Regions from separate parts of the Arachis hypogaea genome. Here region 2 is linked to region 1. The links are chromatin contacts, called in public Hi-C maps. All regions are on one chromosome and are shown on one strand. The core of a region is the stretch at or near the end of the contact, and the rest is flanking DNA. Distances in the headings are between cores, read along the strand shown. Region 1 holds the start of LOC112697442 (ATP-dependent zinc metalloprotease FTSH 11, chloroplastic/mitochondrial). Region 2 holds the start of LOC112697448 (dihydrofolate synthetase).

Region 1 (6,128 bases), core at 1,520-4,019:
GTACAATAGTTGCATAATATCATGAGTACCTCCTTGTTCTCAATAATAATCTTCCCAAACCAACATCACCCAATAACATGAATATTGTTTTCAAACTTGAGGATAGTAAATTCAATATTTTAGAATCCATTATGCAGGTAGCATAGTTTCAACTGAAGGCCAACAATAATGTAGAAGGATTTGCATGTGCTGCACATAGAATCAGAAGTTTCATGTCTCCCTAACAAGAGTTTCATGCCATTTCTTGAGTCATCTGGTTTCTTCAGCTCTGTTCAGCTGTATATCTTATTTTTAATTCCTAGCTCATACCTCAACACAACCTTTCCACTTGAAAAACCTACATGTAAGCCTAAAGCACTCTATAAAGTCAAATCATTTATTTGGAAAACTTAGATCAATAGAATTAAAACCAATGACTTCTTGCAGGTTCAAAGGCCAAGTAAGGTTATTGCCCTTGATGTATTTGTTATGTGTCGGACAAATTCAAAATCAATTAGACAAATGTTTATGCATCGTCCTATGGGTGCTTTCTGATGGAATTCCTTGTTTCTCATCTTTGGTGAGTGTTGGGTGTGCCTTGCAAGTTTAAAACCTTAGCTCAGTTTCTTTTTTTTTTAAATATTTGTTTTGTTTGCATCACACTAATCTTACGGTCCTGGCTACAGTATTTCGACCATGATAAAATTACAGCAGTTTTTATAGATGTGGTTCTCTCTGATTTCTACAAGAATTTGCACACAAAAAATACATAGTAAGACTAGAAGTTCCTCTTCCAACCTAAAGGTTTTGGATTTTATCATATTTTAATGTAACCAAGAGAATCAACACATCGAGGATTCGGATCTTAGTCAATAGGAAATTCAAGAAAAATGTATACAAGAAGTAACAACAAGCAAACCTTAAAATATCGAAAAAATGGAGTTTTCACAAGCTCTTGAAGGGATGGGTGTAACACTCCCTCATTAAGACGATTCACAGTTTCATAGTCACAACAACAATCCTCCACCATGCCACTATACTTTGGTTCACCCTGCGATGAAGAAAAAACAAAAATTAACCAATGACACTACTGAAACAAAATCAACTATAAGAAAGTTATCAAGTCACACAGCAGAGAAAAGCAATGTATGAAGAACATTTCTTCTATTAGGGGTTAGTGCAGGATTGAGAGTCTATCTAACAATGGAAATCAAAACAAGAATTTCGAAAGAAACTTCAAATGTGGGTTTAGAAAAGTGAAATTACCGGGGAACAGGGACATGCACTGAAGAGAGGAATTCTTGAAGAAGTTTTGGAAGACATGGTCACGGCAACAAAGACGCCGACAAGAGCAACCGCCACACAAACCCATCGCAAACCGCTATCCTTCTTCTTCTTCTTCTCAATTTCCTTCTTCACCATCACCCCCCTCGACCTACCTCAATGCACCCAGAAAAACAACCAGTGAGAGAATCGCGGGGTTTCTGGTGGAAATCAGAAACAATTTCCACCTGTTACAATGTGAGTTGGTCCAATAGAAAGAATGGCAATCGATCCGTTGAAAGTAAGAACCCTAAGATACCAAATTCAAAGCTTGTTTTTGCTTTACTACTAGTGTCTGTTTGTGTTGTGTGTGCATTTATTATGACGAAGAGTCGAAGAGGTAAGAAAACGGAGGTGTTAGTTGTGACGTGCGAATGTGATGGCAAGAATTGAAAACTGGGGCGCTGTTAATGGTGCCAAACGGTGGGCAGGAACATTCCAAGAAACACTGCAATTTACAAGTCAATTTCTTACACCGTTGGAAGTTGAAACACTGTGGGCCCCATGCGAGGCAAACTTGTTTGGGTCAAGGCTTTCTTGTTGGGGTAGAAACAGGCCCACAGGCCCAGAGACAATTCTATGAGAAGGAGACTACCTGTCTGCCCTCTCGTCCATAGCAATTAGATATTTTTTATTTACACAAAATATTGCACTATACTTTTCAAAGAGTTTAAGGGATTTGTTAAAAAAAGATTTTTTTTAATGAAAAAAAGATTTTTTTTTATTTTTTAATGTGTTTGGAAAATATTTAATAGTAAAAGTAAAAATACTAAAAAAATAAAAAATATCTTTTTGAGAAGCTGTAATTTACATCTTTTTTTAAAGATCTCTTTTCTTTAAAAAAAGATATTTTTCATGTAATAAATAAAAAAAGTATTTTTATATTGTTATACCTAAACATAATTGATAAATAAAAAGATCTTTTTGTATAAGATATCCAAATATAAAATTACTTTTACTTTTACATAAAATCTTTTAAAAAAAATAATTCGAAAAAAGATCTTTTCTTAAAAACTACCCAAACAAGTCATAATTTTAATATTTTGATAGTGTAATTTTACACTATTTTATAATTATATTTGTTTTCTAATAATTATTTATTTAATTAATAAAAAAATTATTTTTATTGATATAATATTATATAATTTAGTGACGTGTAAAATAATTTTACATTGAGAGTACACAAAAAAAATAACATAATTAACTTATAAATATTAGACTCTCATTTTTCATTTTTTGCAATATAATTATTTTGTATTAAAGTAGAACATTTCAGTTAATAGATGTATATTGTTATTGCATATTTAAATAATTTAAAAATATTTTTGTTAATAATGAAATTAAAAAATATTTTTATGAACAACAATGCATTTTTGCTGCCTAATAATGCCTTTCACTAAAAATTTTCATTTCCACTAAGAAAAAACAAAAAAGCAATAAAATAAAAAATCTATCGAGAGACACATACACTAAAAATCCGAAGCCGGCGCCAAGTTCACTCCCTGGAAATGGCTGGATAAGGTTGCTTCCGTCTTCTTCTTCTTCCTCCAATCTTCTTTCTCTTTCTCTCACAACGTGCACGGATAATAAGAGAGAGGAAGAGACACATTCACTGATAATTCACAAACCCTAACACGGTCCCAAATGGCCACGCTTCAAGCTTCTCTTCTCTCTAAACCTTCCCTCCCATTCCCATTCTCATCTTCATACCCTTCACTTCGCCGCAACACAATTCTCTCTTTCCACTCCCTCACCTCATCCCATCCCCACCTCACGCGCCTCCGCTCCCGCCTCCCCTGCACATTCCGCCCCGACAACAGCATTACCTCCTCTTCCGAACCCCAACCTCAATCCCAATTAACTAACTCCGAACCAGATTCCGCCGAACCTGATGCCGTTGACGCCGGCGAGGTTCCAAATTCAAATTCAACGGAGGAAAAGATTGCAGTTTCGGATTGGAATGAGTCAAGTTTGGAACTTAGTTCCGAGAGTGTAGTGTCTGGCAGCGAGAGTGAGGGGAAGGGTACGAATCTGAAGAAGAAGAAAGATGAGGAGGGTGTTGGTGTTGGTTCCAGGTTGCCATTTTTGGTGTTTCTTCTTGGAATATGGGTGAAAGTGAGAGAAGCGGTGAGAAGGGCATTTTCGGAATTTTTTGATTGGTGGCCGTTTTGGCGTCAGGAGAAGCGGCTGGCGAAGTTGATCGCCGAGGCCGAGGCGAACCCGCAGGATGCCGAGAAGCAGAGTGCTCTGTTTGTTGAGCTCAACAAGCACAGGTGTGTGACAGTGAAGTGTTGGAACCAAAAAAGAAAAAAGAATTGTTTACTGATTAATGAATAATGAATGAAAGAATGAATGCTTGGGGTTTGCATGCTGAATTTGTGCACTTTCTTGAGCCAAGCTTGTTTAGTTTTGACATTCCTGGGATCTTGGTGTTTATCTTTTATTTACTTGCTTGTTCAATTGATGATGATGTATATCATAATTTTACAGATAATATTGGAAAAAAGTGATAAAGAAAAGAATATATATATATATATATATATATATATATATGGGGAAGTTAAGTTGGGTATAGTGCCTAGTTCTTTGACTTGGAAGTTTTGTGTTTAAATTCATATATGGTTTCTTTATTTCCTTTTTTTGTTAGTTCAAATGCAGATATTTATAAGATTTTCATCTCTTTTTGTTTTTTGTTTTTTTTGTTTTCCTAGTCCTGAGTCTGTCATCAAGCGATTCGAACAAAGGGATTGTGCTGTAGACAGTAGAGGAGTCGCAGAATATCTTCGAGCTCTTGTAATGACTAATGCTATCACCGAATATCTTCCAGATGAGGAAATTGGAAAGCCTTCTAGTCTTCCTACTCTGGTAATTGCTTTCAGTAATTTATATTCTTGTTCTTTCTCTTTTTCTGTCTGTGTTTAATTCATGATGCCTCAATTTTTGTTAGTGGGTTTGGAAGAGTGCATGGCATCTAGTTTAGGGTCCATTAGTTAATATTAGTCTGTCTAGAGGAATTGTTCTCTTTTTCATGCTTGCAATTATCATTTAACATATTGAGATTGTGTCGGGTCATTCAAATTTCATCTGTGACTATTTTGATCATAATGCTCAAATGACGTTTGTTTCATGGTCCTGGCAAACTGCATTATCAGAAGGAAATTTCTTTCTTATTAAGTTGCAAGTTTCATGAAGGACTGCTTTTATCTTGTTTTTGTCTTTTGCATTGATTCATATGGTTCAAATTGATCTTTTTATTAACCAATCTGGTATTTTTCTGATTTGTTACCTTGTATGATCCTATTCTTATATGATGTACTTGATGACATTACTGATTATGTAAATTTGGATACTCCTATTATTAGTACTAGTGAAAGTGCCTATAAATTCATAATTTTAAAGAACAATACTAATTATTTTATTTAGAGTTAATTGTTTTATCACGTATATACCTCTCAATGACTCAATGTTAGTAAAAGGGGTATAACTGAACAAAAGTAACTATGATAAAAGTTTGTCTTAACACCTTCAATTGGTATTAGAGAAGTTAGCCCTTAATGTTAGTGAATATAATTGGGTAAAAGTATTGTGAACAATTTTTTCCCCCGACCCAGTTATTAGTATTGGAGATTATTTTCATTATGGACATGAAAATTTGGATTACTTAGTGATGAAATTATATGCTGGACAAGATAGAATAAGGAATAAATGCAGCAAGGAGAAAGTTGAGATAGAAATTATTGTGGAAAAACGATGGCAAAAACTTGCCTTAGATTGTTTGATCATGTGGTAGAAGGCATATTAAAACTCTCTTAATGAGAGTAGTTCAACTAGAGGATGTTCCAACAGCTACAAGTAGAGGGAGGCTAAGAAAAACTACAATGGCTTTACCTTAGGAAATCGTCATGTCGTTTGATCCATGGAACCAAGTAGTAGAACAGGGTCGTCTTGTCAATGTCTAAAATGAAATCTTCAAGTTGTATTTATTTCTTTATTTTTTTTATTTCTTATTTATGATAGGACAAAGAAATTTTATTGGAAAAGAAGATAATATACAGAAGAGGATGAGGCATCCTCACATATGCAAAAAATATAGCTAACCCATAATTCCATAAAGGGATAACCTGTGTAACAAAAGCATGACCAGTCCCTTTGAATATAAGTTAGAGAAACTCTGTGATACATACCATGTGTTAAGCGCCAAACGAATGCCAAAATAGTAATCCTACCTCAAATGAAATCACTAGTTGAAAGGAATAGTTAAAAACCTCCAAAATATCTACCAAGCCTTTTCTGGTCTGAAATGGTCTGAAATATGTCCTTTTCCTTTTTCTCATTAAATTCATGATGGGTTTTATAATGGATCCTAAAAGATAATTCTTACAGTGCTATTCTTTTTAATCTCTTCTTATTTAATGTGACCCTTGTGCTCCTGGCGCTCTTGTTATTTGAAAATAATATTTTGAATTTTGAAAATTTCCCTGTGCCAAGATGAACTTTAAGGTGATTATAATAACAGCCTCATAGTTTACTTGTATTATAGTGTGGGCAACTAAATGGTCAACATTTTTCTTTTCAGTTGCAAGAGTTAAAGCAGCGTGCATCAGGCAATGTAGATGAGACTTTTCTTAGCCCTGGAATATCTGAGAAGCAGCCATTACATGTGATAATGGTAAAGTTTATTGCAAAAGATGTTATTGTATGCTTTGCACATTTAGTGATTAACGTCTTAGTATTATTGAAATAGGTGTGCTTTGTTTTACATCTTAATAAATTTAATTTTCTTAGTATTATTCTATTTTAGCCTTAGAACAACGGTTGAGTTGTCT
Region 2 (5,908 bases), core at 2,121-4,620, 140 kb before region 1:
AGGTCCATATTTGAGTAAAATATATGTGGCCAAATTAGAATATTAATTTGATTTCTGTTAAGTACTTAAGGAAAGTGAGAACTCACACCTTAAAAATCAGCTGTTAAGTGGGAAGAACCACTCTCTTTAAATACAACATCAAGCATCCCATACTATATCCCTAACAATTTCTTATTAGTATCTATCATTATAAATCAAGGAATCTTCAATATATCTTTGTATTCCTCTGCCATCTAACTTCAACAACTCTTTCACAATTAAAAATTTGATAGATGATTGTGCTTTGCAAGAATTTGCTTTGTTCTATAATGGAAAATGATGGTCAAGTTGATTATACCGTGAACCGTTGATTCCAGGGATGCTATACAAATCCTGAGTATTTCATGCAATAATACTTATTTGTGGGACCAGGGCAAGTCAAGCATTCCTAATTGACTACCCACATGAAAGCTTTATCAAGTATATTAAGCCAAATACTGAACATGTGATAAATCTTTAGCTATTAAGTAACAAAAAACTAGAGGGATCAAATGAAAAAAGGAGGATGCAAGAAGATAGATTCAAAATAGCACTAGACAAAAAACCACAAACACATAATTGAAACATTTTCAAAACATTTTCAAAACTCTAGTGAGCAAATGCTCAATCAATAACCATGAAATTTTAAATACTATGACAACAAAAAGAAATGCAACACGATGACATGCACACAGGTGCAGATTTAGTGGTATAAAATTTTCAAGCATACAAACCTGTATTGGCAACTTTTGAATTGAAGACGTTAAATATTTCAACCAAGCAATGAGCATCCATAGCTGCATATGTTATCTGCTCTTCTGTAAGAGGACGACATGACCAATCACTACATTGGAGTTCCTAAAGTAGTTATAAGTTTGGTTAACAACTTACGTAATTGAAAAATGCCATGGACCAAGTCCTTAAACATGGAATTCCAGCGGATAACCAAACCAGATCCTTATACAAACAAGAGATTCCCCATTCCCTTTCATATTATGAAAAACTAAATTCCATTAAAACACACAAATATAGATGGCAATAACAGTCAATGAACATTACTATCTATAATATGCAATATTTGTTTTGTGATGAAACAAATTGATTCTTCAGAAATCACTTTGCATAGCTAAGATATTCTGATCAATATAATCCTGCAAATAGGAGAGCAAGTATGTTTTCTTATTAGAAAGCACATAACAAACAGTATACAGGCCATTATTAAATGGCAAACGTGTTTTCCCAAATACGTGTGCAATGTGTTGCGCAATTTTGGTCATATTGAGCTACATTGTTGGATCAATTCTGTGTTCTGTAATCTTGCTTGGTTTTTTTTTTTTTGGATAAGATAAACTCTATGCCACTGTTTGATGTTTTTTGTTAGTGTGATTCATACATCTCTATCAAGAAGTTTTCAGGCAAGGAAGTCTTCTGGGATAATTTATAGTTCTATTTTCTATTATTCCATTTTTGTCCATTCTTGACATGTATCTCTATAACCCAGTGATCAATAATTTAGGAATTTGCTAAATCACTCTTCATAATTAAAATAAAGCTCGTTATTTGATAAAGCTAAACACTTTTTTTGGCGGCCATGCATGCAATACGTAAACTTTTTAGGATGAAGATTCTTAAGAAAAACTTAAATATACATCTTACAAAATGACAAAGAATGAGCCCTCATAATCTCATTCTCTCTTCAAATCAACACATAAAAATCAGACAGAACAATAAAAGCTTCTGGCAGTGCAAATTTGTAATTTTCCTTTTATGTTACCTTTTCTTCCCCTTCCTTTCTAGAGGAAAATTGGGAAAGATATAACAGCAACAATGTAAGAGTTTAGCTACTATAATGGTAACGTGAATATGACTTCCCAAATGCATGTAGAAGATACAATACAATCAAAAACTTCACACTACGGTTCATGTAGTTTATTTAAGCATCCAGTTCACACAAACAAATGCTAAAACCCCACTGGTAAGTGGTAATCTTCTAAATTGACACATTTATATGCAATAAAAGTTGAATAGCATATGTAAACAAACCTTTGAGAGAGGAAAACCCAGGACTTCCATGCATATATTCGACAAACTTTTAGTCTGCTTCGGTGCATTCCGTCCATGCTTCTTTAGATACAGAAGATTATACAGACTCGTGATATCCAAATATGGCTCCACCTATCCACAGTTCAACACAACCTATCATAATTAAAAAATAGCATAATTTTCTACTCAAGTGAAGCCCCATTTTAGTTAATTTACTACCTGAAGTTGTAAATTATTATTCAAGTAAGTCCTCCGAGTGAAAGTTAATACTCATATTGGTCCTGAAGTTACACTTGCGCCTCAATTTGGTCCAAAATTTTGATTTACTCAATTGATCCCACAATTTAGTATTCTTGATTCACATTAATTGAAGTGCATGTTAGTTCTGGGACCAATTTGAGTATTAATTATACAATATAATTCAATTCATTCAATTATAAAACGAATACATATGGCTGGTGCATTAAGTTTAATTTTGATCCGTGTTTACGCAATAATTCAATCAAAGTTAAATTATAATCCTAACTGATAAAATGTTATACGAATTGAAAGTAAACTCAAATAATGTTTTACAAAATGAGAATCTAAACAGTTCATTTCAGAATCTCAAGAACTAGATTGAAAACTGTAAATTCAACCAAAGAAACAACGCGATTGTGATCCTCTAACCTTATCGAAACCAGGGTCGCAGCCATGGGAACAGAAAGTAGAAGACAGATATATCAAATCTTGCTTGAATCTGAAACCAAGTTTCAAGGTCTCGGGGGATTCCAGCATTTCTCGGAGTGGCTTCCATAGCGAGGAGAGAGGGATGGAAAGAAGGTCGAGGAGGAACACGGCCGAGACAGGTTCCGAGTCGCCGCCGAGTTGGCAGGCGATTTGGAGCAGCGACACGTCGGGGAACGAAGACTGGTATGTTCGGACAGGCTTCCACTCGGCGTCGAGCCCGACGAGCGAGGACTGAGTCAGGGACCGAGCGAGGAGGGTGAACTCGGGCGACTCGGGGGAGGAAACTAGGTATACTTTGAAAGGCTTCTGGATTTGGGAGTCCATGACCTGATGACCATGAGTATAAAATTTTAGCTGTTATTTTTGTGCAATTAATATTTGATTTATTAAAGCTTTTTCTTTTTTCTGTTAGGCGGTTGCGTTGGGTGGCCAAAAAAGTTTTAAGTCTCTCGCACACGGAAAACCCAACTACCCAAACTTATCACCCAAACAGTCAAGGAGGTCGCCGAACCTCTTCTCATCGTTCGTCTTCTCCTCGCCTCTCGCTCTCGCCCTCGCGAAGGGTTGCTGGGTTCGTCGGTCGTCTCTCTCCGAGCTCGTTTCCCTGTTCGAGCGCTCTCTCTCTCTCTGTCCAAGCTCACTTCCCTGTTCGAGCGCTCTCTCACTCTCTCTGTCCAAGCTCACTTCCCTTCTCCGTCGCCGTCGCTTCCTTCCTCCCTCGCCGCCGGTAAGTACTTCTGCTTCAATTTATTTTTGCTTGTTTTGAGTTGATTCTGTGATTCAATTTGTCAATAATTCTGATTGTGTGATTCTGAGTGGCTGGGTTTTATGATTCTGAGTTTGGATTTTTTGCTTAGTTTTTCTGTTTTTGGATTCTCGACTTTGGATGCTGAGTTTTCTTGAATACTATGGATAACCGTAAATTTGCCAAGCCCTTGAAGTTGATGCTGGAAAATTTTGAATCCAAGGATAATTTTGATAATGATGCTGTTGTTGATCAACAAAGTGAGATTTTTGAGTTGTGGAAGATGGTTAAGGATAGGCTTGCATTGCCATTATTGATTGATCCTTGTGACAAAGCTGGATTGGACCCTCCGCCGTGTTTCATGTCCCCACAGAACTTAAGATGATGATTGGAGCGTCTTCCTAGTGTTGTTCTGGCTAGGATGGCTTGCTTGTGTACAGAACTGCTGTACCTGTCTGGGAATAATGACCTCTGGAAGAAGAAGTTTGAGGAGGAGTTTGGGGAAGCTGGGAGTAGAGTGAAGTTCTTTAAGGATTATTTTGCTTTACACTGGGAATCAAAGAAGAGATCGATGCAATTGGTTTTTTATGCATTATTCCCATTTCCCAGCAAGGAGAGATCTTAATCCTTTTGGAAATTTTTTATTGTGAATTTTTAATGATAAAATATGGCCAAGTTATTATGTGAAATTACAAAATTTTGAATTTTATTAGTTTAGAAATCATTGAATTTGGATGTTTGAAATTGTATATTGAATTTGTAATAGTTTTATTGTATATTTAACTAAACTGGTTGGACCATTGAACCAGTTACTTGACCGATTCAATAACCGGTTCGGTTCTTGCAACCTTGCTTTTAAGTGTTATGGACAGATGGTTAGAGATACAATTATTCATGTGTCTCCTTCTATAAGTTTAAGTTTTTGGGAGAAGTAATTTCATGACATCGACCAGTAGTTTATGCTAGATTTCATATATAATGCATGTTCTTTTGATATCTTTTTGGTTCTCAAATACATAAAACTTTGAAATTGATTTTGTTAGCATACATTTTCTTCAGGCTTCAGCTGTGCAGGCCTGTTTGTGGTGAGACTGAACTATGCTTGCAGTTCCCACTGGAAACCTCACACTTCTTGGCAATAGTAACTTTCTTTGCCATATAAATAGAGGCATCAAAAGGCAAATAGGTGCCATACGAACCTTATGTTTGAAAGCAGGAGAGCCTGAAATGAAAAACCTACTGGATTACATTGATTCGCTTAAAAACTATGAGAAATCAGGGGTTCCCAAAGGAGCAGGCACTGATTCGCGTGATGGGTTTGATCTTGGAAGAATGAGACGCCTCCTTGAACGTTTTGGTAACCCTCATTGCAAATTCAAGGTGCAATTTTCCTCCTTTTTTTTCTTCCCCTTTTTTAATTGGTAAATATATATTTTAGCAACAACTAAATCACGCATATATGTAAATTAGACGGGGGGGAAGAAATGAAATATTTATTCAGAGGTTGAAGTTCTTGGATGACTTCTTATTTCACAACTTTGGATAGTGGAAATTTTGTAACCAAGGGTCATGCCTGTTTTTTTCTTTAATTGGTTGGAAATTTTATATTCTGAGTATGCTGAAATTCTCCTCTTTATTAGGTATACTTAGTACTTAAATATGGGTTTGGAAAAGTTATGGATGAGTTTTTCATACCTTTTTTTCTTGTAGTGTTATCTCTTCATTTTCACATGTATCATATGTTTCAATTTCACTCCAATTATAGGCTGTTCATATTGCTGGGACTAAGGGAAAGGGGTCAACAGCCGCATTCATATCTAATATTCTGAGGGCAGAAGGTTATTCTGTTGGTTGTTATACTAGGTTATGTTTCTTTATCCTTCAAAACAACATTACCTCGATATATATGCAAATGCTTGCAATTCCAATTTTGACAATAGTGCTTTACAATTTGTATGTCATTGACGGGCAGGTTTTATTTTTCTGAAGCAGTCCACATATCAAGACAATCAGAGAGAGGATTTTACTAGGAAGATTTGGCGATCCTGTCTCGCCAAAATTGTTGAGTAATCTTTTTGATAGGATCAAGCAGGATCTTGACCAAGCAATTGTAGAGGAAAATGGTTGCATAAGCCATTTTGAGGTATTCATAATATCATCAACGTTTAAATACTTTAACTAGAGGTTTTTTTCCATTGGATTCCATGTGATCAATTGGGCATTTGGAACAGTATATTAAATTCTCTTGGTCATTATTTGCTCCTCTGTCTGTTCTTTCAAGATGGATTGCATCTTCTAAATTATCACTTCTATTGCAATAGTTAATGCTCTATTATTTGGTTTTGCAATGAAATATTGCCTCAAATTAATGAT

The links. Hi-C and Micro-C count contacts between places; a contact is called where the count stands out from the background.
Region 2: a Hi-C map of leaf shows a contact between it and region 1, with 4 times the contacts expected there. The contact joins the promoter of LOC112697448 here to the promoter of LOC112697442 in region 1. A contact is called at or near these places in 2 of 8 Hi-C or Micro-C datasets (leaf and an unstated tissue).

What each region holds. Positions count from the first base shown.
Region 1 is chr6:107,775,482-107,781,609 of arahy.Tifrunner.gnm2.J5K5, reverse strand. It overlaps LOC112697442 (ATP-dependent zinc metalloprotease FTSH 11, chloroplastic/mitochondrial), which reads left to right and starts at 2,769. Exons shown (of 17, transcript XM_025750622.3): 1 at 2,769-3,575; 2 at 4,014-4,167; 3 at 5,879-5,971. The coding sequence starts at 2,947. It overlaps LOC112697443 (endoplasmic reticulum oxidoreductin-2), which reads right to left and starts at 2,694. Exons shown (of 10, transcript XM_025750623.3): 1 at 1,246-2,694; 2 at 899-1,030. The coding sequence starts at 1,401.
Region 2 is chr6:107,920,120-107,926,027 of arahy.Tifrunner.gnm2.J5K5, reverse strand. It overlaps LOC112697448 (dihydrofolate synthetase), which reads left to right and starts at 3,370. Exons shown (of 10, transcript XM_072197563.1): 1 at 3,370-3,517; 2 at 4,595-4,915; 3 at 5,301-5,398; 4 at 5,528-5,678. The coding sequence starts at 4,634. It overlaps LOC112697449, which reads right to left and starts at 3,238. Exons shown (of 8, transcript XM_025750628.2): 1 at 2,731-3,238; 2 at 2,062-2,193; 3 at 753-876. The coding sequence starts at 3,114.